Regions from separate parts of the Mus musculus genome. Here region 1 is linked to region 2. Evidence: chromatin contacts called from public HiChIP or PLAC-seq data. All regions are on one chromosome and are shown on one strand. Each heading gives the region's core, a stretch centred on a gene start, on an enhancer-like site or on the middle of the called end of the contact. The rest is flanking DNA. Distances are from core to core; before and after follow the strand shown.

The links. HiChIP or PLAC-seq counts read pairs in DNA pulled down with a chosen protein or histone mark.
Region 1: a contact with region 2 is called in an H3K27ac HiChIP or PLAC-seq map of microglia, with 5 times the contacts expected there. The contact joins the promoter of Agap3 here to the enhancer-like site in region 2. A contact is called at or near these places in 2 of 39 promoter capture datasets (the SN4741 cell line and neural stem cells), 3 of 484 Hi-C or Micro-C datasets (embryonic stem cells and stem cell-derived motor neurons), 5 of 115 datasets of contacts at active chromatin or transcription factors (embryonic stem cells, extraembryonic endoderm stem cells, memory CD8 T cells and 1 more) and 1 of 9 other capture datasets (embryonic stem cells).

The regions. Positions count from the first base shown.
Region 1 is chr5:24,450,498-24,454,747 of GRCm38.p6, forward strand. Agap3 (ArfGAP with GTPase domain, ankyrin repeat and PH domain 3) reads left to right here and starts at 1,680. Exons shown (of 18, transcript NM_139153.2): 1 at 1,680-2,037. The coding sequence starts at 1,710.
Region 2 is chr5:24,117,019-24,121,195 of GRCm38.p6, forward strand. All of the region lies in intron 1 of Klhl7 (kelch-like 7), which reads left to right. It also overlaps the pseudogene Gm3724. Among named protein-coding and RNA genes, the nearest start is that of Klhl7, 19 kb to the left of the region's middle. Within about 2 kb of position 1,538, at least 3 of the 459 cell types and tissues checked have an H3K27ac peak or open chromatin away from gene starts, as enhancers often do. A contact at or near this core is called in microglia, where this site is marked.

The DNA of each region.
Region 1 (4,250 bases), core at 430-2,929, 330 kb after region 2:
AGGCAAAATGCACAAAGACCATAATCTACATCAAAGTTAGATGAGGGTTATACAAACCTTGAAACATTTATGCCTGACATAGCATAATTATTTCAGACATAATAAGACTTTTTTTTTTCTTGTGACAGGGTTTTTCTGTGTAGCCCTAGCAGGTCTTCAACTCATGGATCTGCTGCCCCTGCCTCTGCTGGGATTAAAGGTGTGCACCTCACCACTGCCTAGTGTTGCTTTTCATTTTTGAGACAGAGTTGGTGATCTAGATTCTGCCTTCCTAACGCCAGGACTTTAGTCATGTACTCAGATTCAGCTGGTTTTGGGTTTTTTGTTTGTTTGTTTTTTAAAAAAAGGTCATATATAGCCCAGGTTGGCTTTGAACTCCCTATTAAGCTCAGGCTGTCCTTGAACTAATCCTCCTACTGTATGGCCCCTGTGCTGGGCTAACGTGTACATCATGATACCTGGCATCCTCTAGCAGATTTATTCCACAGGGTCATTCCCTTGCACATGCCACCTCCAGGTTTGAGGATCTGTGTTGGGGATGTGGGTTAACACAGCTGAAGACAACTTTGATAATGGGAATACAGAAGAACTGGGACACTGAAGGGTGATCTCTGGCCCTAGGAAGGCATAGGATAGACAGGGTCTATCAAGAAAAGACAAGGTCTGTCAAGAAAAATTATGAGACCCATGTGGGTTCTGCTGAGTTTCTGTAATGAACCAATGGGCCCTTTTCAGTATGGCAGGGAGGGTCTTTTGGGAGAGGGCTGTCACTGGGAGATAAGAATTGGGACGCTGTTGTTTCAAGCTTGCAGGGTCTCTTGAGTGAAACTCTCAGAGAGAACTGGACATAGGAACGGGGAGCCCGTCCCAGTCTCTCAGGTGCAGTCGACAGTGGAGACTGGGGGCCCGGGGGCCGGGGTCGGGGGCAGAGAGCCAGGGAAGAGAACCCTGGCAAGATCCCTAGGGCTGACCTCGAGGCCTGGAGACAGAGGAGCTGCTGCAGCACTAAAAGAAAGAGGGTGGCGCCCCTGGGCGAGCTTCTCCGCCAATCAGTCCCACTTATCAGCACCCTCAGGCACAGAGAACAGTTCTGAGTAGCCCAAGGATTCCACACGGGCCTAGAGCGACGTAGAGAGGTAGCAATGACAGCTGGCCGGACGTGGGGACAGCGTGATCGTGTCCCCAGGCGGGAGGCCCTCGAGGCTTCTGTCTAGCTTTGGGGCGGGTTAGCGGGCGGAAGGGCCTACGCGGGTGGGTGGGGCCGCGCGTCGCGGCCAGCACGCGGTTCTTGGGGGTGGAGGCTAAGGCGCTTGCGAGAGAGGAGGGGCGGGGGCGCAGGGCGACGCTGGAGGGGCGGGGGCGGCTGGGAGGGGGCTAGGCTGCGTGTGCCGGAGCCGGCGGGGGCGGCGGTGCGTGCGCATGACGCGGGGGGAGGGCCCGGGCCGCGCGCTCCCGGTCCCGTTGTTGTTGCCGCTGGAGGCAGCTCCGAGGCGGCGGGATCTCAGCGCGGGTAAACGCCGGGCGGCGGCCCCAGCGTGCGCGGCCGCGCCTTCTGGCCTCGGCTCCGGGCCTCATGCGCTAGACCGGCGCCGCGCGCTTAGTAGTTAGGGTTCCGCCAGCCCCGCGCGCCTGGTCGCTGCCGCCGCCGCCGCCGCCGCGCCGCCCCAGGCCCTGGCTGGGCCCGCTTCGGGGCCCGCGCCTCCGGAGCCATGAACTTCCAGGCAGGCGGGGGCCAGAGTCCTCAGCAGCAGCAGAGCCTGGCGGCTCCGGGGACCGGCGGCGGCGGCGGCGGCGGCGCGGGGGGCGGCGGGCAGTTCGGCGGCGCGGGGCCCGGAGCCGGGGGTGGCGGCCCCTCGCAGCAGCTGGCTGGCGGCCCCCCCCAGCAGTTCGCGCTCTCCAACTCGGCCGCTATCCGAGCCGAGATCCAACGCTTCGAGTCGGTACACCCCAACATCTACGCCATCTACGACCTGATCGAGCGAATCGAGGATTTGGCGCTGCAGAACCAGATCCGGGAGCACGTCATCTCCATCGAGGGTGAGCGGAGCCGGGGGCCTGCGGGAGCTGAGACGCGGTGGCCTTTGCAGCGCTGGCCGGTGGCGGGTGGGGGGCGAGGGTCCTTCACGGCCTCGGCCCTGCCCCTTTCTGGCGCTCAGGGGTCTTATGGAGCTGAGGTTCACGGTTTGCTAACCCCCACTGCAGAACCCTAGTCCAGGTTTTTCCATGTCTCATACAGGAACACTTTTTTTTAGGGGCGGTGGGCTCGGTCCAGTGTCAGTGGACACGTTTTTTGTTTTTTGTTTTTTTTCCTCCGTGACCTGGGATGTGAAGATGGTTGTCGCTCCAAGGACTGATGCGCTGAGTCGCCAAAGACCGGGAGGGCCTGGGGCCACATCTGGCTAGGCACGGTCAGGCTCGCTGGGTGCGACGGAAGACCTTGGTGGGTCGTGAAGGTGGGGCTAATGCCTGAGAGTAATCTTAGCAGCTGCCCTGGCCCAGCCGGGCTGTAGGGGTGGAGGATCAGAGAGAGCTTTGGGTTAGTGGATGGCAGCCTTCCTGGGCCTCTCCTGCAGGCTTTGGAGGGTGGCGCTCCCCGCGGCGCCCTCTCCCGACGCACACCCACCCCCACGCTTCTGCGGTCGGGCGGGCGCGGGCCTGGCCTGGGTGCAGGACTGGGGAGCTGTGGCCGCGTGGGAGACTCTGGATGAACCCTCTGCGCTTGCCAGTCCCTTCTAACCCCCAGGCATCCATGTGGATGTCAGGATGCTGACTGACCTCCAGGGAGGTCGGGCCTGGATGTAGGGGGACTGTAAACCTCAGGCCATGCACTGCTCCTACTAATGTTCCTTTCTGTGGGCACATGGGCCTGAACCCTGGCAACTGAAAGGCACGTTAATTGGGGGGCACACTGCTGGCAAGAAGCCCCACAACCTTTGGTGTAGTGGAGGCTGGCTGGCAGTAGCAACAGGCACCCCAGTGGCAGTGTTGACCTTCTAGCAAGCTTGGACAGATGGGCCTCGCCTTGGTCCATCTGCTTCTTTTTCCAACTCTGCTTGAAGGGGGACGCCCACCAGCAGGTGGTGGGTTCCGCCTTAGTGGCAATGCAGGGAGCAAGGCTAGTTGCTGCTGACTTGGAATTAGGAAGGGCATGTCCACTACTTGGGTCCTTCAATTTAGATCCTGCTCCCATCTAGTGTGAGGCTTTGGAGCCATCTGTACTTGAACAGGCCTGTTTTGCTTTTTTGAGGTACCCATTGCTGATGAGTCTCTGATCTTTTGTGAGTAGAGCCCCCCTCCACCTTTAGATCTGGGCCCCTTTGTTGTAACATTCCCAGCTGTCTTCCTTTTGATCTTTTCCCAGCCTGTTTTCTTCTCTTTCCTTTCAAGGCAGAGTTCACTGTGAACTAATTAGGTGACAGAAAAAACTCATTAACATGGATTTGAGTAAATGACTTGGCATCACTGCTATGCTGGGGATTGGGAGGTAGCATTAGTGTGAGCCCAGGGTCTTCAGGAGAGATGAGGTGGGGTTTTTTCCCTTAGATTCAGAGGGTGAGGCCGGAAGAGACTGTTCTCTGAGCTTCCCTGTTCCTAGAGGAAGTGTCAAGTTCCTCATCAACTCCCAAGATGATTTCCCGTGCCTTTTTAGGAGGCTGAAGCAATTTACTGGACAGCCACCAGTGTGTGTGTGTGCAGCCACCAGTGTGTGTGTGGAGGAAGGGAGGGAGGGAGGGAGGGAGGGAGGGAGGGAGGGAGAGAGAGAGAGAGAGAGAGAGAGAGAGAGAGAGAGAGAAAGTATGTATTGGGGGATCAGCTGTCCAGAGACTTTCAAGAGTAGGGAGCAGACAGGCTGAGCAGGCTCTGCACCTAGTTCCTGTTTATCAGTATTATTAACGACCTCAGTCATCCCTACTCACATACCAGATTGGGCATCTTCTGTTCGAGTCATGGTCCCAGGAAGTACTTGGGCCGGTTTTGATCTCTGTCCTAAGTAAAACATGATAGGCAGCGTTTTTCTAGAGCCTTCCCCCAGAGCAACTTCCCCGTTGAGGGTTGGAAGTACCCCACTGTCCCATCTGCTTAGCCTGGAAGCTTTGTATCACCTTGATGAAATCCTGGGCCTTGGTGATCATTGTCACCAGACTGACCCAGCTGTTCCCCATACACACACAGCCCTCTGCTCTGCTGTCCCCGGCCTGTCCCTGTCCCATCTGTCTGGGAAAGCCTCCCAGTGCCTTCTTTCACCTTCG
Region 2 (4,177 bases), core at 288-2,787:
GTACAGTTTGAGGAGAAAAAGCGCAGCAGGAAGTGTAATACTGGAACCAAGTCTTGTGCTCCAGGAGATATGAAGTTTAAAGAAAGGTTGGATTCAAAATAGAATACAGGAATTGGTACCCTTAGGGTGAGGCTGCACCCAGTTAATCTTGTAACCCGAAAGTCATCAGCAAGTCAAATGTAAGTTAAAGAGGGGATTCCGCTCCTGTCCCCAGCAAGCAGAAGAAATGGGCGGGATCAGCCACCTAGTTCTGTTTTTTTTCAAGGCATATACATGAAAGTGGCGTGGAACCTTCTTCTGCAGTTCAAGAAAGCTGTGAAGGCTAGGCTGGTGGCAGGGGGAGTTTGAGCATAGAGACCCAGAGAGGCCATTGTATGAAGCCATGAAGATGAACCGGATTGCATTGAAGACCCCTAAGAAAGCTCTCAGAGATGCCAGAGCCAGGGAATGCTGGCTAAGTAGGGGTGCAGACAGGATGTAGAACACGAGGGAAGTGTGCTACAGTCAGCAAAGCTGGAAGAGGCATCTAATATACACTTTGACATCAGACATAGAGATACTGGTTTGAAGTTTACCCTACTGGTTTTCAAACTTACTTTGATCCAGTATTTCCTTACTATGCCTTTCTTCGCTTTTAGAATTGACTATTCTGTGCCATTATATGTTGGATGTATATGATCTGCTTTTTGATTCTACAGGAGGTTACAGTTAAAAGATTACCTTGAGTTTCCGAGAGATTTTGGACTTTTAAGCAGTCTTTTTTTTTTTTTTTTTTTTTTTTTTTTGCCTTTATAAGGAGGCTTTATTGTTAATTATTTACCTTAATAGTCTCAGAAAGAAGAACAGATTAGCTCAGTCCAACATGATTTGCAGTTGGCAAAATCTAGTGAAGCAAGTGTTCTGATTGCTAAGGATTTAATCTGGGTGCTTTTAATACTTAGCCATCTAACACTTTCAACATAATCCAGAACTATGCATCAGCCCCTCCTTTTCCCTTTACCACCACACCTACCTCCCTTCATTACGGAAATATCTTCATTAAATATGATTCCCAGAGGACAGGTTCCCTGGAGCAAATAGCCATGAGGACAGTGCACAAAAAGAAAACTGAAAATAAAACTCTGTATGATAATTTACTAATCTAAGGAAACAAAACCTTCCAATATATTAAGAAATAAATCCAGTTACAAATGCACTAGTAGGTCTGTGTGGAGGCTCTGGCAGAGTAACTGAGAACAGCCAGTTATTTACAAGAGACACAAGCAGGAAGGGCGCACCTAGCCCAGCAAGGGCCTCAGAAGCCAAAAGTGTTCTCTCCGCTGTAGGCCACATACAAGAATCCATCTTCCTCTTTTTCCTTCTCGTAAAGCTGTCCCATAGTTAGGCTGGACTGTGGGACTGTCTTGTCCACAAACAGGAAGATGGCCTTCTCGGAGGGAAGCTGGATCCTTTTCCTGATGATCCACATGAACTGAGCCACAGTGATGTCAGAGGGGACCAAGTACTTCCTCTTGTCTATGTCAACAATCTGAGAGCCCGAGACTTTTTCCACGATCACCGGAACTCGGTCGGGGTACTTCGCTCTGATCTTCGCGGATTCCACGCATCTGTGTTCCAGAGAGTGGTCCTCCTTAAACATCCACTTCATGGCGACGGGAAGCGACGGAGCCGGCTCTTCGAGCCGCGGACTTCGGCGAAGCGACCACAACCTTAAGCAGTCTTAAAACTGAAAGACTGTGGGGACTTTTAAAGTTCTACTGAATGCATTTTGCATTATGATAGTGCTACAAGCCTATGGGGGCCAGGGAGTGGAATGTTTGAAAGATAATGGTCTCCATAGGCTTATGTTTGAATTCTTGGGTTCCCTGTTGGTAGAACTATTTGGAAAGGATTACCAGGTATAGCTTTTCTGGGAAGTAGTTGCCCCTTTAATTCCAGTACTCGGGAGGCAGAGGCAGGTGGATCTCTGAGTTCAAGGCCAGCCTGGTCTACAGAGTGAGTTCCAGGACAGCTAGGGCTACAGGAAAAAAACAAAACAAAACAAAAAAAAAAACCTCCAAAATACCCAAAACCCATAAATGAATGAATGAATGAATGAATGAATGAATGAATGAATGAATGAATTGTATGGTTTTGTTGGAATGGGTGTGACCTTGTTGGAGGATAGTGTCAAAGGGAGTGAGCTCTGAGATTTCAAAAGCCCACACCAGGTCCCATCTCTGCCCGCCTGCCCCATGCCTTGGCTGTTGTCTTTTTAAATAAAGGGCTAAAGGACTAATCCTCTGAAACTGTAAGCAAGCTCCCAATAAATGCTTTCTTCTCTAAGTTGCTTTAGTCATAGTATCTCTTCATAGCAGTGAACTGTAACTAAGGTAGCAATTTATTTTAACAAGTGTAGTGGTTTGAATAGGTATGCCTCATACACTTGCGTTTAAATGCTTGGATGGTAGAAAATGGCACTATTGGAAAGTGTGGCCTTGTTAGAGTAGGTGTGGCCTTGTTGGAGGAATTGTTTCACTGTGGAGGCAGGCTTTGAGGTTATATATATTCAAGCTACACCCAGTGACACACACAGTCAGGCCCCTTCTGCTATCTGTGGATCCAGATGTAAACCTCTCAGCTCCATCTTCAGCATGGTGTTTGCCTGTGTGCCACTATGTTTTCTACCTTAATGATAACGGACTACACCTCTGAACTGTAAGCCAGACTAAATTAAATGTTTTTATAAGAGTTGCTGTGGTCATAGTGTCTCTTCACAGCAATGAAACTCAAACTAAGACAACAAGCATAATTCATATCATAACTGAAGATAACATAGGTCAGATGAAATGCTATAATAAATATGAAAGAATAAACTAAACCCTCTAGAATGTCTTAGGGGGGATTTAAACAAAGTTACTATTTCAGTCTGCTTTTTGCTGTGGTAAAACACTGTCATGAACTGGGTAGTTAATAAATAGTGGAAGTTTTGATGAAACAGCAGTTGAGGCAGTATGTGAGGCTGGATCACCTGGGCTATTTGTTTTGTCTTCATTGGTGTCTGGTCCTTTTTCTCTGAAAACACATAAACTTTCACAAGTAATACACATTTCTACATTAACACATATGAAATGTACACTATGCACATATCAGTTAAAGATAGTTCTCTGCTCCATGTTTGAGATAGTGAAAGATATCTTTCTTAAGTTAGTTTGGAGTGTATAAGCAAGCTTCAATATAAATCTCCATCCATGCGATATGAAAAGATGGCATGTAATAAAAAGTCATGAGGATGCTGTAGCCAACAAGATTTATGGAAATATATGGACATTTAAGTCTCAGCCAGTCTCAGAGCTATTCCCATGTAGAGGAGCCAGCATATAAATCACATGCCTTCTTGGTCTTGCTGATTTCTTTCTTCTTGTCTGCAGCCAAGATCTCCAGGGGGTTTCCTCCTGTCAAATTTGGATTTCTAACAATTTAGATGTGTCTTAGGATTTTGTTGCTGTGAAACAATAGTATGAACAGACACTATAACCAAGGCTGCTCTTATAAGGACCACATTTAATTGGGGCTGGCTTACAAGTTCAGAGGTTCAGTTTTACAGGTTCAGGTTTACAGGTTCAGAGCTTGGCAGTGTCCAGGCAGGCATGGTGTGGGAGGATCTGAGAGTTCTACATCTTGTTTACAAGGCAAACAGGAGAAGACTGGCTTCCAGGCACTAGGATGAGGGTCTTAAAGCCAACAACCACAGTGGCACACTTCTTCCTACAAACTACACCTATTCCAACAATCCTAAATCTGATAGGGGACTAATATCCAATATATACAAAGAGCTCAAGAAGCTGGACTCCAGAAATTCAAATGACCCCATTAAAAAATTGGGTATAGAGCTAAACAAAGAATTCTCACCTGAGGAATACCTAAGGGCTGAGAAGCACCTGAAAAAATGTTCAACATCCTTTATCATCAGGGAAATGCAGATCAAAACAACCCTGAGATTCCACCTCACACCTGTCAGAATGGCTAAGATCAAAAATTCAGGTGATAGCAGATGCTGGTGAGGATGTGGAGAAAGAGGAACATTCCCCCATTGCTGGTGGAATTGCAAACTTGTACAACCACTCTGGAAATCAGTCTGGCGGTTCCTCAGAAAATTGGACATAGTACTACTGGAAAATCCAGCAATACCTCCCCT